Linked DNA regions of Mus musculus: region 1 is linked to region 2. Evidence: chromatin contacts called from public Hi-C data. All regions are on one chromosome and are shown on one strand. The core of a region is the stretch at or near the end of the contact, and the rest is flanking DNA. Distances in the headings are between cores, read along the strand shown.

Evidence for each region. A called contact is a pair of places that touch in the nucleus more often than the background predicts.
Region 1: a Hi-C map of uterus shows a contact between it and region 2, with 2.8 times the contacts expected there. The contact joins two enhancer-like sites. A contact is called at or near these places in 2 of 484 Hi-C or Micro-C datasets (liver and uterus) and 2 of 115 datasets of contacts at active chromatin or transcription factors (astrocytes and fibro-adipogenic progenitors).

What each region holds. Positions count from the first base shown.
Region 1 is chr3:70,737,376-70,740,237 of GRCm38.p6, forward strand. No RefSeq gene overlaps it. Among named protein-coding and RNA genes, the nearest start is that of Gm6634, 68 kb to the right of the region's middle. Within about 2 kb of position 1,481, at least 1 of the 459 cell types and tissues checked has an H3K27ac peak or open chromatin away from gene starts, as enhancers often do. A contact at or near this core is called in uterus, where this site is marked.
Region 2 is chr3:70,103,219-70,105,988 of GRCm38.p6, forward strand. No RefSeq gene overlaps it. Among named protein-coding and RNA genes, the nearest start is that of Otol1, 97 kb to the left of the region's middle. Within about 2 kb of position 1,288, at least 86 of the 459 cell types and tissues checked have an H3K27ac peak or open chromatin away from gene starts, as enhancers often do. A contact at or near this core is called in uterus, where this site is marked.

The DNA of each region.
Region 1 (2,862 bases), core at 231-2,730, 630 kb after region 2:
TCACAAAAGAACTCACATGATATGTACTCACTGATAAGTGGATATTAGCCCAGAAACTTAGAATACCCAAGATACAAGATAAAATTTGCAAAACACATGAAACTCAAGAAGAATGAAGACCAAAGTGTGGACACTTTGCCCCTTCTTAGAATTGGGGAAAAAAAACCACTCATGGAAGGAGTTACAGAGACAAAGTTTGGAGCTGAGATGAAAAGATAGACCATCTAGAGACTGCTGCACCCGGGATCCATCTCATAATCAGCCACCCATTTTTCTTACACCATCAGATATTTTTTAATGATAATTGATGACCCCAAAACAGTCCTTCTAACTTGCGGGGCCAATATTACTGTGAGGGTATCTTATGTTCCTCCAAGATGGGCTTTACAGTTGAGTTAACATAAGGATTAATGTTTCCTAGTTTAGTACCCTTCGAGTGCCTAATATATCAGAGGGCAGTGATTTTGTCTGTAGTTCCTAGCTGTGTCCACTGTGTCTTATGTTCATTTGGAACACAATAACACATTTATTTTATTTATTTTTTTTTAGTTTTATGCTTGCTTTGTTTCATTATTATTTTTTTATTATTTTTGATTAGGTATTTTCTTCATTTACATTTCCAATGCTACTCCAAAAATCCTCCAAACCTGCCCTCCCACTCCCCTCAACCCCCCACTCCCACTTCTTTGCCCTGGCGTTCCCCTGTACTGAGGCATGTAAAGTTTGCAAGACCAATGGGCCTCTCCTTCCACTGATGGCCGACTAGGTCATCGTCTGATACATATGCAGCTAGAGACACAAGCTCCAGGGGGTACTGGTTAGTTCATATTGTTGTTCCACCTATAGGGTTGCAGACCCCTTTAGCACCTTGGGTACTTTCTCTAGCTCCTCTGTTGGGGGCCCTGTGATCCATCCAATAGCTGACTGTGAGCTTCCACTTCTGTGTTTGCTAGGCCCTGGCATAGCCTCTCAAGAGACAGCTATATCTGGGTCCTTTCAGCAAAATCTTGATAGTGTGTGCAATGGTGTCAGCATTTGGAGGCTGATTATTGGATGGATCCCCAAGATACAAGATGCAATAACGCATTTAAAAATTATGAAAAACTTAGTTCCACACATATTTTAGGTGGCCATATCATTTATAATAATCTTTAAGATTTAAGATTTTTGTTTGTTTTGCTCTATACTTACAGAGAGGATCATTAGAGCACTATTCTTGTTGTGGTAACTTGTTTTACATGCTTATTTTTATTGCTAGTTTAGAAGTCCATCCAAAATGCCTCTGTTGATTCCATCTCTAAAAATGCTGTCTTCAAAGGTCCCTAGACAATGTTGCTCCTGTGAATCAAAGCTCACATACAGAAATGAATCCTCTACTAGGTTTGTGGTCTGTAAGGTCTCTTCAGTCATGAGAAGACCATTGCTCTATAGTTGTTTGCTTTGCTTCGTGGCAAATTCTCTTCAGCTGTTCCTTCACTCTGTGTCTTTTCTAGGCTGATGTTAACAGCTTTTTTGTTTCCTCACTGGTGGTTGTTATTTTACGCATCTTGTGTAGGAGGTTGTTTTCCAAAAATAAAGGTTTGGATCAAAACAACTTAGTCAGTGATTATGTGTAGACTGTCCTGTTTTGTTTTTGGTTTTTTTTTTTTTTCTCTGACCTGCTGTCTTTCATAGACTGAACTGTTCCTTGGGGTTTTTAGCTTATAAACACTGGAGAAAGCTAATTTTTTTGACTTACAGGGCAGCTTCATTTCTTTAGAAAAACTTTAATTCTCTGAACAGGCCAGAATTTCTAGGATTAAAATGCAACAAAGTGATTTTATTAAGTTCCATTCCTGCCAAATCTTTGTCATATAAGTAAAACAAATTTTGAAAATGCTGTTTCTTTGGGAAGGGCTTATATAATGCACATAAAATTTCTATTTTGCTTTGGTGTAAATGAATAGATTAATATTTAAAGCTGAAATTAACCTTATGGATATTTATATAAAATCCATTACTAACCTTCCTTCAAAGGGAAGCAATATGACTTTATAATGACCATCAGGATACATTGTAGTTTCAGGGTGGTTTCCAAATGGTATTCTCTTTAATTTTTCAAACTTTATGCATTTCAAAGTAAAATATATCTAATATCTTACTGAAACATTAAGATATTTTCTTTCCACTTTCCCTAAGGTGTTATCACTACTGTACATACACACTAAGGTATTTGTTTCTTTACATATCTTGTACTACACTGATTGATTGACAAACTGTTAAAATAGCATAGTAGGATTAAAAAATAAAGAAGAAAAAAGATTTCAAAGACATTATATATTTTATTGTCCTTAATACTGCTATTCTGGAGACCCAGGACAAAACCTAGATATTAATTGAATGCTTTGGAATGATGAACTATTTGGAACCAAATATCTTGAAAGTGTCCATGAAAAAGATAAGTGGACTGAAAAATTGCTTTTATTGAGCTATATGAATTGAATACCATTTGAGACTTTACAGGCTTGAGAAATTTTTCTCTCCTTTTAGACAGGGTCTTGCTGTGTTGCCATGTTGGCACAAAACCTGTGATTCTTCTACTTCAGTTTGCCAGGTGGTAAAATTACATGTATGTATCACTATGGCATGCCTCACTCCCTTTCATGTAGGAAAATGAATCATCCAAATTTTGTACCATATCTACCTTTAAATTCCACTCGAGTGATGATATTGAGTAGACAGCTAATGATGTGATCTGTCTGCTCCTCATAGCAGGAGCAATACCTGGTATTAGTAAGATAAATTCAAACCTCTCCTAGGAATCTGAGAATGAACTATGTAGATTTTCCTTAGTCTCAAGTTCTTTGAATTTGGTTTAGAACA
Region 2 (2,770 bases), core at 38-2,537:
AGGAGGAGGAGGAGGAAGTCTATAATTGGAACTCATCTTCATTTTCTCTCCCTAACTCCCCTTTCTCCTCTACTGTTTCCTTGGTCCACCCTGACTACATCTGTCCTTAGATGATTTTGCTCTGACCATGTAGATTCACTTTGGTAGGAAGTGTAAGTATTGTCTCTGTCAGTGCTGTGCGAGGAAACCTCTGCTTCTAACTTCTGCTTCACTCCAGTTTGGTAGCCATTGTAGAGAATTCGAAAGGACGCGAGGTTTTAAAATTTTGCCTCATTTTAATTCTCTAGGTTGAAATAGAAATAGAGGAACTTGTTACTAAATTTTATTGGATGGTAAAGCGTCATGGATCAATCCACTCATTTCACACCAGGCTCAGGGAGGCGATTTGGACTCATCCCCGGACACACAGCAATTTTTCCAAGCCATTCAGAAAGCGAGTTAGCAGCTTTCGGCCACTAAAAGAGTATTGTGGTGGTCATTGTTACTCTGGCACAATGCTAAGACACATTTTTTATTAGCATGCTGTAATTGTAAAAAACAAGCTTCATTGTGACAACTTCATAATGCAAAGCATGTATCATGGTGATATTTGACACTTCGTCTTTCGGCTCTGTTCTGGCTGGCTTTCCCTCCCCCATTTCCTGTTTTAGTCCCCTTGGCTCCTTTGTTATCTTTTTCCTTTCCTAGTTTCTCTATATAAAGAAAAATGCCAACATACTGTTGTTAAACTCTTGCATCTTAAAAAAAAATGAACCAAACCAGAGAACGCTAAAGTAAAATCACATATTGTACCATGCTGCTTCTCTGTATGAGAAAAACTGGCTCATCTAAGGGGCAAACATTGGTAAAAGCCAACCTGCTAGTCCACAAAGGGCCCTAGGTGGCGCTGTTGTATAACTTCTGAAACTGCAAAATTCAAACTCAAAAATCGAAAGCGACGGAAACCCACTTTTCCTATTTCTTAACTGTCCACCTCTAACGGCTTACTCTTTTATGTCCAGATCTTTGAATATCTTACTTCCCGGTAGAAGGGGAAATAAAATTCTCTCTGTGGATGCACAAAAATAGAATTCCTTATGTATGTATGTAGGTAGGTAGGGGGAAAGCCCGACTGCAGTTGTGCTTTAAAAATATCTTGAGGCATCATGCAGATGAAACCCTCGAGGAAGTTTCCACATGTATTTCTAAGTGCGGAAGGTGAAATCCTGCGGGGATGTAGCTCACCAATGCTCAAGGGCTGTCCTCCGAGAAGACGTTTATTGCTAAACACCATCTCAGATTCCTGAAGTCACGAGGCTTGGTCAGAATGTCATTTTTGGGAGAGGCCGAGGCCACACACTTTGCAGACTATCAGTACATCCAGGTTACAGGCAAGGTTTGAGCGTACGGTTTCTAGTACCTAAAGGGTACATCCAGAGTTGTGTATAAACAACCCACTAACTTAGCTCGGGGAGCCCAGACCTAGAATCTTTTTTGGTAATAACGCTGTTCTTTCTCCAGGAGAGGACACCTCATATAGACATTCAATAACGCCTTGTACCTTGTAATTCCCTTAAAAGTTAATGAACGGGCTAAAATGAATTTTAATAAGTGCTAATTAATTGCAGTTTGTCTTCCGATTTGAAGAACAAAGGCACCCCCGCAGTATTTGGCGGTTTCCTCGGTTGTTTTGAAACTACTTAACAGCAGATGGCAGTGTTGCTCTGTACGTGGCCTGCGGAGGCTTGGCAAGAAACTTCCCACAATCCTTTTCCAGCAGAACTCCACAAAGAGATGCACCCATGATTAAAGCCTAGATGGAGACAGAAAGCAGGGCACAGGGAAGTTCACAAAGTGAACTCAAAATATGGGGGTAATTTCATCCTTGTATGATTTAGTTGAATCAAATTTTACTGATGTGCATCACAACCATGTATTTAAATTACATGGCCAAAGAATTTCAAATAATGGGCATTCTGTGTGTGTGTGTGTGTGTGTGTGTCGGGGGGGAGTGACAGAAAATGGGGAGATAGGCACAGATGTTATTATAACATATTGTGTATAGATATTTACATATACTAGTGATCCAACCAATCATGCATCCATTCATCCATCTGTCCATCTGTCCATCCATCCATCATCTGTGTCTACCAGTCTACCTACCTATCATATATATGTATATTATATTTATATACATTCATTCATTCTGAGGATGACCAGAATTGCAGTCCACGTGTGAAATCTTTAGGTTCAGGCGCATCACTTAGGCGCTCAAGCTGGAATTTTCTCGTCTTGGGAAGAAAGTTATGAACTAAGGGTTTCCAGCATCACCTCTGACTTTGACATTTGTGAAGTCTGCGAACATTTCCATATTCTCTGGCACTTTCTGCACCTTCAGAGTTGACCAAATAAACTCTTGTCCTTCAAGTCACACTGACCTGGGTGAAGTCACAAAGCTGGATTATGCTCAATGTCATATCTTATTTGGCTTTTGGATGCTATTTAGCAAGACTCCTGTCCAAATGGCAGGCAGTGGTGACCAAGGCAATTAGGGAGATTGATTTAGCATGCATGATTTCATTTTCTGCTTCCTACGGTGAGAGATGAAGGGCCTAAGATAACCAAATTGGACTTAGCCAAATTTAGACATCAATTTTTCAGATTGTTTTCATGTTGCAACAGCACTTAAGGTAAATTTAAACTTCATTATTTTTTAAAATAACTTTTTTCAGAAGAGTTTTCCAGGTATGTGAAAATCACTTGTCCCTTCTAAAGGTTTCTTTGTCTTTTC